2 separate regions of the Anas platyrhynchos genome follow, and region 1 is linked to region 2. The links are chromatin contacts, called in public Hi-C maps. All regions are on one chromosome and are shown on one strand. The core of a region is the stretch at or near the end of the contact, and the rest is flanking DNA. Distances in the headings are between cores, read along the strand shown. Region 1 holds the start of TOP3B (DNA topoisomerase III beta). Region 2 overlaps LOC113845356 (a long non-coding RNA gene).

What was found. A called contact is a pair of places that touch in the nucleus more often than the background predicts.
Region 1: a Hi-C map of skeletal muscle shows a contact between it and region 2, with 4 times the contacts expected there. The contact joins the promoter of TOP3B here to the enhancer-like site in region 2. A contact is called at or near these places in 4 of 8 Hi-C or Micro-C datasets (liver, skeletal muscle, small yellow follicle and 1 more).

What each region holds. Positions count from the first base shown.
Region 1 is chr16:10,049,228-10,051,927 of IASCAAS_PekinDuck_T2T, reverse strand. TOP3B (DNA topoisomerase III beta) reads right to left here and starts at 1,362. Exons shown (of 18, transcript XM_072024258.1): 1 at 1,257-1,362; 2 at 689-849; 3 at 1-23. The coding sequence starts at 758.
Region 2 is chr16:9,991,946-9,994,645 of IASCAAS_PekinDuck_T2T, reverse strand. It overlaps LOC113845356 (a long non-coding RNA gene), which reads left to right. Exons shown (of 3, transcript XR_005269759.2): 2 at 1,872-2,700. Among named protein-coding and RNA genes, the nearest start is that of SDF2L1, 15 kb to the right of the region's middle. Within about 2 kb of position 1,420, at least 1 of the 8 cell types and tissues checked has an H3K27ac peak or open chromatin away from gene starts, as enhancers often do. A contact at or near this core is called in subcutaneous adipose tissue, where this site is marked.

The DNA.
Region 1 (2,700 bases), core at 113-2,612, 57 kb before region 2:
TCCTTTGCGAGAGGACATGTTTCCTGTAGGAATAAGATCATAAATATCAATGGGATTTAAAACAAACACCAATCACCCAATGAAATAACCATTATTTCTTGTTATTTTTTTTCCCTATTTTCTAGGTCTGACAGCTAGGGTCTTCCTGGTCACAAAATTCTACTCTCCGATTGAGTTTTTTTCCAGTCAATTATCACTTTAGAACTTTTTCTAACAGATTTCGTTTTCCACCAAAACTATTCAGAATCTCCTTTACTTTTTCCCTCCCACCAGGAGTTTCTTACGTAAATACAACCCGTTTTCTGTGTCAGTCCAGATAACAATTAACTCATTCTGTTCTCCACACGATTTATAAAACATTTGCCATAGCTTCAAAAATCCCTGAAAAGCAACTAGGTGCTTGGTTGGCACTTTCCAGAAAGCACGTGCACCACAATACGCTACAGCTACAAAGATTCCAGTTATAAAATTGAACAGTCACTAGCACATTAAAATAAAAAGAATAAAATGAAGAGAATGGAGCACCACACAGTTATTGCCAGAGCTGCAACCTGTGCTAAGGCACTGCTCGCAGGTGAGCGCTGCCCCAGAGACCAAGCAGCCGACCTGGGTGCATCTAAACTTCACTTCACCTCCCGTGAAGCCTGGCAGAAGAGAAGGCCTGAAACCAATTTATTTTCTCTCCTACCCCTGGAAAGGATCTTGGCGATGGACTGAGCCAGCGAAGGCTTCTCGGCGACCATCAGCACGGTCCTCATCTTCGGCCGGCGAGCCCCGCACCGCCCGGCGGCTCGGTGCAGCCTCCTGCAGCCACAGCACGCAGCTCACGGGGGACAACCCGCTGTTGGCCTAGAGGGGAGAAAACACAGTGCGGGCGTGCTGCAAAACCATGTCGAGCAGCACATAACCGCGATTACACTCACACACACCTCACACACACCTCGCAGCTCCGCGGGGCTCCGGCGCCCCGGGCCGAGAAATGGCGGCGGGGGGCGCTGAGGGCTCGGGGAGCGCTGAGGCGCTGCGAGGGGCGCCCCGCACCTGGGCGGGAGGCCGCGGCCCCCCTTGCGCTGCCGGGGCACGGCTCCGGAAGGGAAGGGGAAGGAAAAGAAAAAGAAAAGGATGGGAGGGGAAGGGAAGGAAGGGAAGGGAAGGGGCCGCCCCCCGCGGCAGCGACTCCTGGCGGAGCGGGGGAGCGGCGGGGCCCGGCAGCCCCAGCCCGCGCGTCCCGCCCTGTGTGAAGGGAAACGGCTCACCTGCGGGCAGGCTGGGGGGCGGTCAGTAGATGTGCACGTTACCAGTGGAAGAAAAGCCGAGACAAACTCAGGGCTCTTTGTTCTTTAGCATGACTGAAGGTAGGACCTGTTAAAACAAATGCGTTCCTCTGTTTCGGTGCCTGGTTCCCTCTGACATCTGGGGAGCAGCTGGAATAATCAGGAGGCGAGTTGGAACCGAGTCTTCAGATATGTCAGATACATATTTTTCAATTTCCTCTACTAAAAGCCCTGTACAAAATCCAACGCCTCTTTTCTTCTTTAACACGCAACACACGTGCAAACTCGGGCCTGTGCTTACCTGCGAGGGGCAGCCAGGGCTCTCCTGAGCGGGGCTGAGGGACTGGGTGCTGGGGGCCCCTGCGCTCTGCTCTCCTTCTACACACACATGTAGCTGGTTTAACGGGACACACCAAGACCAACCCAGCCAAAGGAGTCCCTGCTGACCAGGCAATACACAGCTCTCCTTGGCCCATGTGCTGTTCTGACAGACACCTCCGTACCAGTCTCCTCCCGCTCCCCAGAAGCGAACACTGCAGCTCCACAGTCTCCCACCTGCACACCCTCGATGTGAACACTCCCGGCCTGCCCCATGCCAGCTGGGTCCCCACACAAACAGGCAGGCACTGGTTCCTGCGTCATCTCTGTAAGGGCTATTTGACACAGCTTTGGAGCCAAAGAGTGCTACCACGCTTTTTGAGCAGTTTTGTCACCAGACTTGCACCAAATGGTGCATCCCATGTCAGCCTGGGTGCTTTGCAAGGTGCAAGCAGTCTGGCCTCCTTCTATGGACGCTGAGGAGACACATGCTGCCAAACCAGACGTGTGTGTAACACACAGCTGGCCTGCACACCAAATGTGGGGAATTAACACATTATTGCTCATTTAGGGTCAAACCACAGATCAGCATAGGTACGGGACTTCTGGTGCTGCCCTGGGTGCTCGCCCTCATGGCCTCTTCCTCTCCCTCTCCACCTCTCATGCTGAGGATGCTTTCACCACGGCAGCAGGAGGCCTGTGTGCCAGGCTGCCCCATCGCTGTCTCCAGGGTCAGTGCTGAGCAGACCCAGATCACAGAATCACAGAATGGTTGAGGTTGGAAGGGACCTCCAGAGATCATCTGGTCCAACCCCCCTTGCTCAAGCAGGGTCACCTACAGCGTGTTACTCTGACGATGGGTAGAGGAGATGGGTACGAACTGAAAGGCGAGAGCTTCCTCCTGACCGCCAGCAGCACGTCTGTGCCATGCAGGTGCCAGAGCCCTGGCACAGGCTGCCCAGGGAGGCTGTGGCGTCTCCTTCCTCCAAAATCTCCCAGAGCTGCGTGTGCACAGCTCTGGGCACCTTTCTCTGGGTGCCCCTGCTGGAGCAGCGGTTGGACCAGACGGCCCCAGAGGTCCCCGCCACCCTCAGCCCTTCTGTGCCTC
Region 2 (2,700 bases), core at 171-2,670:
GGGGAGTCCTGTGCCAGTGCACCACTTGGAGATAAGGAAATTCTTGAGACACGTCTAGGCTCTCAGTGCAGATCCAGAAGCATAAAGGCATAGTATCTTAATTGCCTTTGCTTGGACTTTAACTCGTGGCTGACGTCTCTAATTACATCCCTTACTCCTTCCTGCCAGTTGTAGCTTCTGCAACTGCTGAAATTCTTAAGTTGTGTAGAAATTGTCAAGCCGTGCTTTCCCCCCACCACTACTGGTGCATTAGCAACGTCACTCGATGTGTGAATTGTATGTTTCGACTGTACGCTCACCAGTGGGCTTGTCTTTGGGCCACTGGAGAAGTTAAATTGTGTGTGTTAAGCATAAGTCTTGTTTGAAATAACATCGAGGCTGAAGAGTGGAAAACACATGGTAAACATAAGCAAAATAGAGACTGGACGGGAGTAGATGGAAAGGTAAGGCAGAGCCTAGCTGCATTTTTTTTTGTTCTCAGTCCAACTGGATGTCTAGGTTGCAGGGATTGCTGAGAAGCAGAGTGGCAGGGTTAAACGTGAGGGTTTGCCAAGGTAACAAGAATACCAAAGTTTGATAAAAACTCATTCTGAGCTGCTTACAGCAATCTCTGTGAACATGGCCTCTTAATTAGCGTGAGCAAAGGTTAATACAAATAAATAACGTGGAAGAAAGATTCCTGTTTGCTTCCAACAAGCATCACAAAGGACAGGGATAGGGAGGGGTTGGGGGAGACTGGAGATTTTGTTTATCAGTCCATTAGAAAAACAAACAATTAATGGAGCTTCCCCTGTTCTCTTTTCTTTGGCATGTCCTCGGTTTTCAGCTGCTTTGGGCAAGTCAGGCAACATCAAAGGGGATGCAGGGCTGCCTCACACCAGCATGCCAAACGCCAGGGATCTCTAATGGCAAAAACCAGATCAATGTGGTATGCATAAATTAGCCAGGAATCCATGAATTAGGGGATTGTCTCTCCATTACACTCTTATTTAATCCACTGGAAAGCAGGCTGAGGAAAGAGAAGCTTAAAGTGTCAAAATCATGAACTGGTTTGGGATGGCCTGGGAATGAAGTTTCCTTCATCTTCCTCTGGACTCTCAAGTGTTCCTACGTGAGGAAGGTGCTGGGGCAGGTTCACTGGGAGCAGGATTGCAGAGGAAGAGCCTTGCTGGCAAAGCAGCCCCAAAGCTGGAGGTGCCTCAGCCCCTCCCTGGGGCCGCTGCTGTGCTCAGCCCCAGCTGAAGATCGCGCCTTCCAGCCTAGGACAGAAAAGGTGCCAGGGAGGGGGCAGGAGGAGAACAAGCTGAACAAAACCAGCTAGGGCACAGCACGCGTGCGTCTCCAAACAGCGTCTGATCTGTGTGCGTTAACGTGAAGTCAGTGCTGGAGAGCCAGCCCTGCAGATCCTGTTTCGCTTTCTAATTTTTGGTGTGTACTTAATCCCGTGATTTCCAATGAAGGGAGGGATATTTTCAAACACTGGGCTCTCCAAGTAGGACAGCCCTGGAAAGGAAGTTCTCCGAGGGCTCGATGCCTATTACTAAGAGGTTCAAAATACAACTATCAATTAACCAAATAAATAGTGCTTCCCAGCCCCTACCAGCTCAGGCAGCTAATTGACTGAGTTTATTAATAAAGGAGAAATTCACACGCAAGAAGAAGGTGAGAACTGGGGACAGAGGTACAGAAACCTGGGTAAAATCCACACTGGTGTTACAGACGTCCTGGGAGAAAGGGACGGTGTCCCCAAACCGATTCTGTGGGGCCAGAGGTTTACTGCTGCTGCACCCCAGCCTCCCAGGAGCACAGGGTGCTGCGATGCACAGGGCAGTGCGCTGCTTTCTAACTTTTTACCCCTTCCCCATTTGCAGGCATGGAATGAAGCTCCCTCCAGTCACCTGCCGCAAGACACATTGTCCAGCTTCCTAACCTTAAGGATGAGACCCTATCAATATTGCCTCTGCTTTTGTGCTCAGGGTAGTAGTGCAATATTGCTTATAGGGTCTTTTCTTTTGGGGGTATTCTTCACGGAGAGAAGACAGCCACAGCAGGAAAAACTAATCCTATGTGCCCATCGAGTTAAGGGGAAAGTTGTGAAATATCGAGCCTTGTTAGATAGGCAAGTAATGGTGCGGAGACGTTACTTGTGACAAATAATTGTGCTATTGTGGTGACTCAGGTCCTGAGTAATGGGTGTATTTTCGATGCTATCGCACAGGATTCAAAATGGCCTTGTGTTTAAAAAGCTCACACGGTGACTGAAACTGGAGAAACCCATCGTGTCTCCATTTTAAATAGCACGAGTCCCGAGAGGTTTGAAGGGTGCCTATTTTACATCACGCTGTAAACACCCACCGAGGGATGGGAGGAGATACATAGCCACACTTGCTGTTTCCGCGCCTGATCCCAGCCCGAAAACCAGCGCTGTGCGAAGCAGGGCGCCGCACAAAGGGGCCGGGGCTCTGTTCCCGCTGACCTCCCCGCGGCAAAGCTCTCGCCTCTGCCCGGCGAGCGTGGCCGGGCCCGCGGCTCGCAGCGGGGTCGGGCGGTGGAGCGGGGCTGGGCACGGCCCCCGGCCCTTCCCCAGAGCCGTTCCCGGAGGTACGTGGGAAAGGAGCAAGGGACGGGGGCGTTAAATCTCTCCGCTTTGTGAGGGATCAGCTGGGGGCTGACAGCAGCCGGGATGGCCGAGTGGGTGGC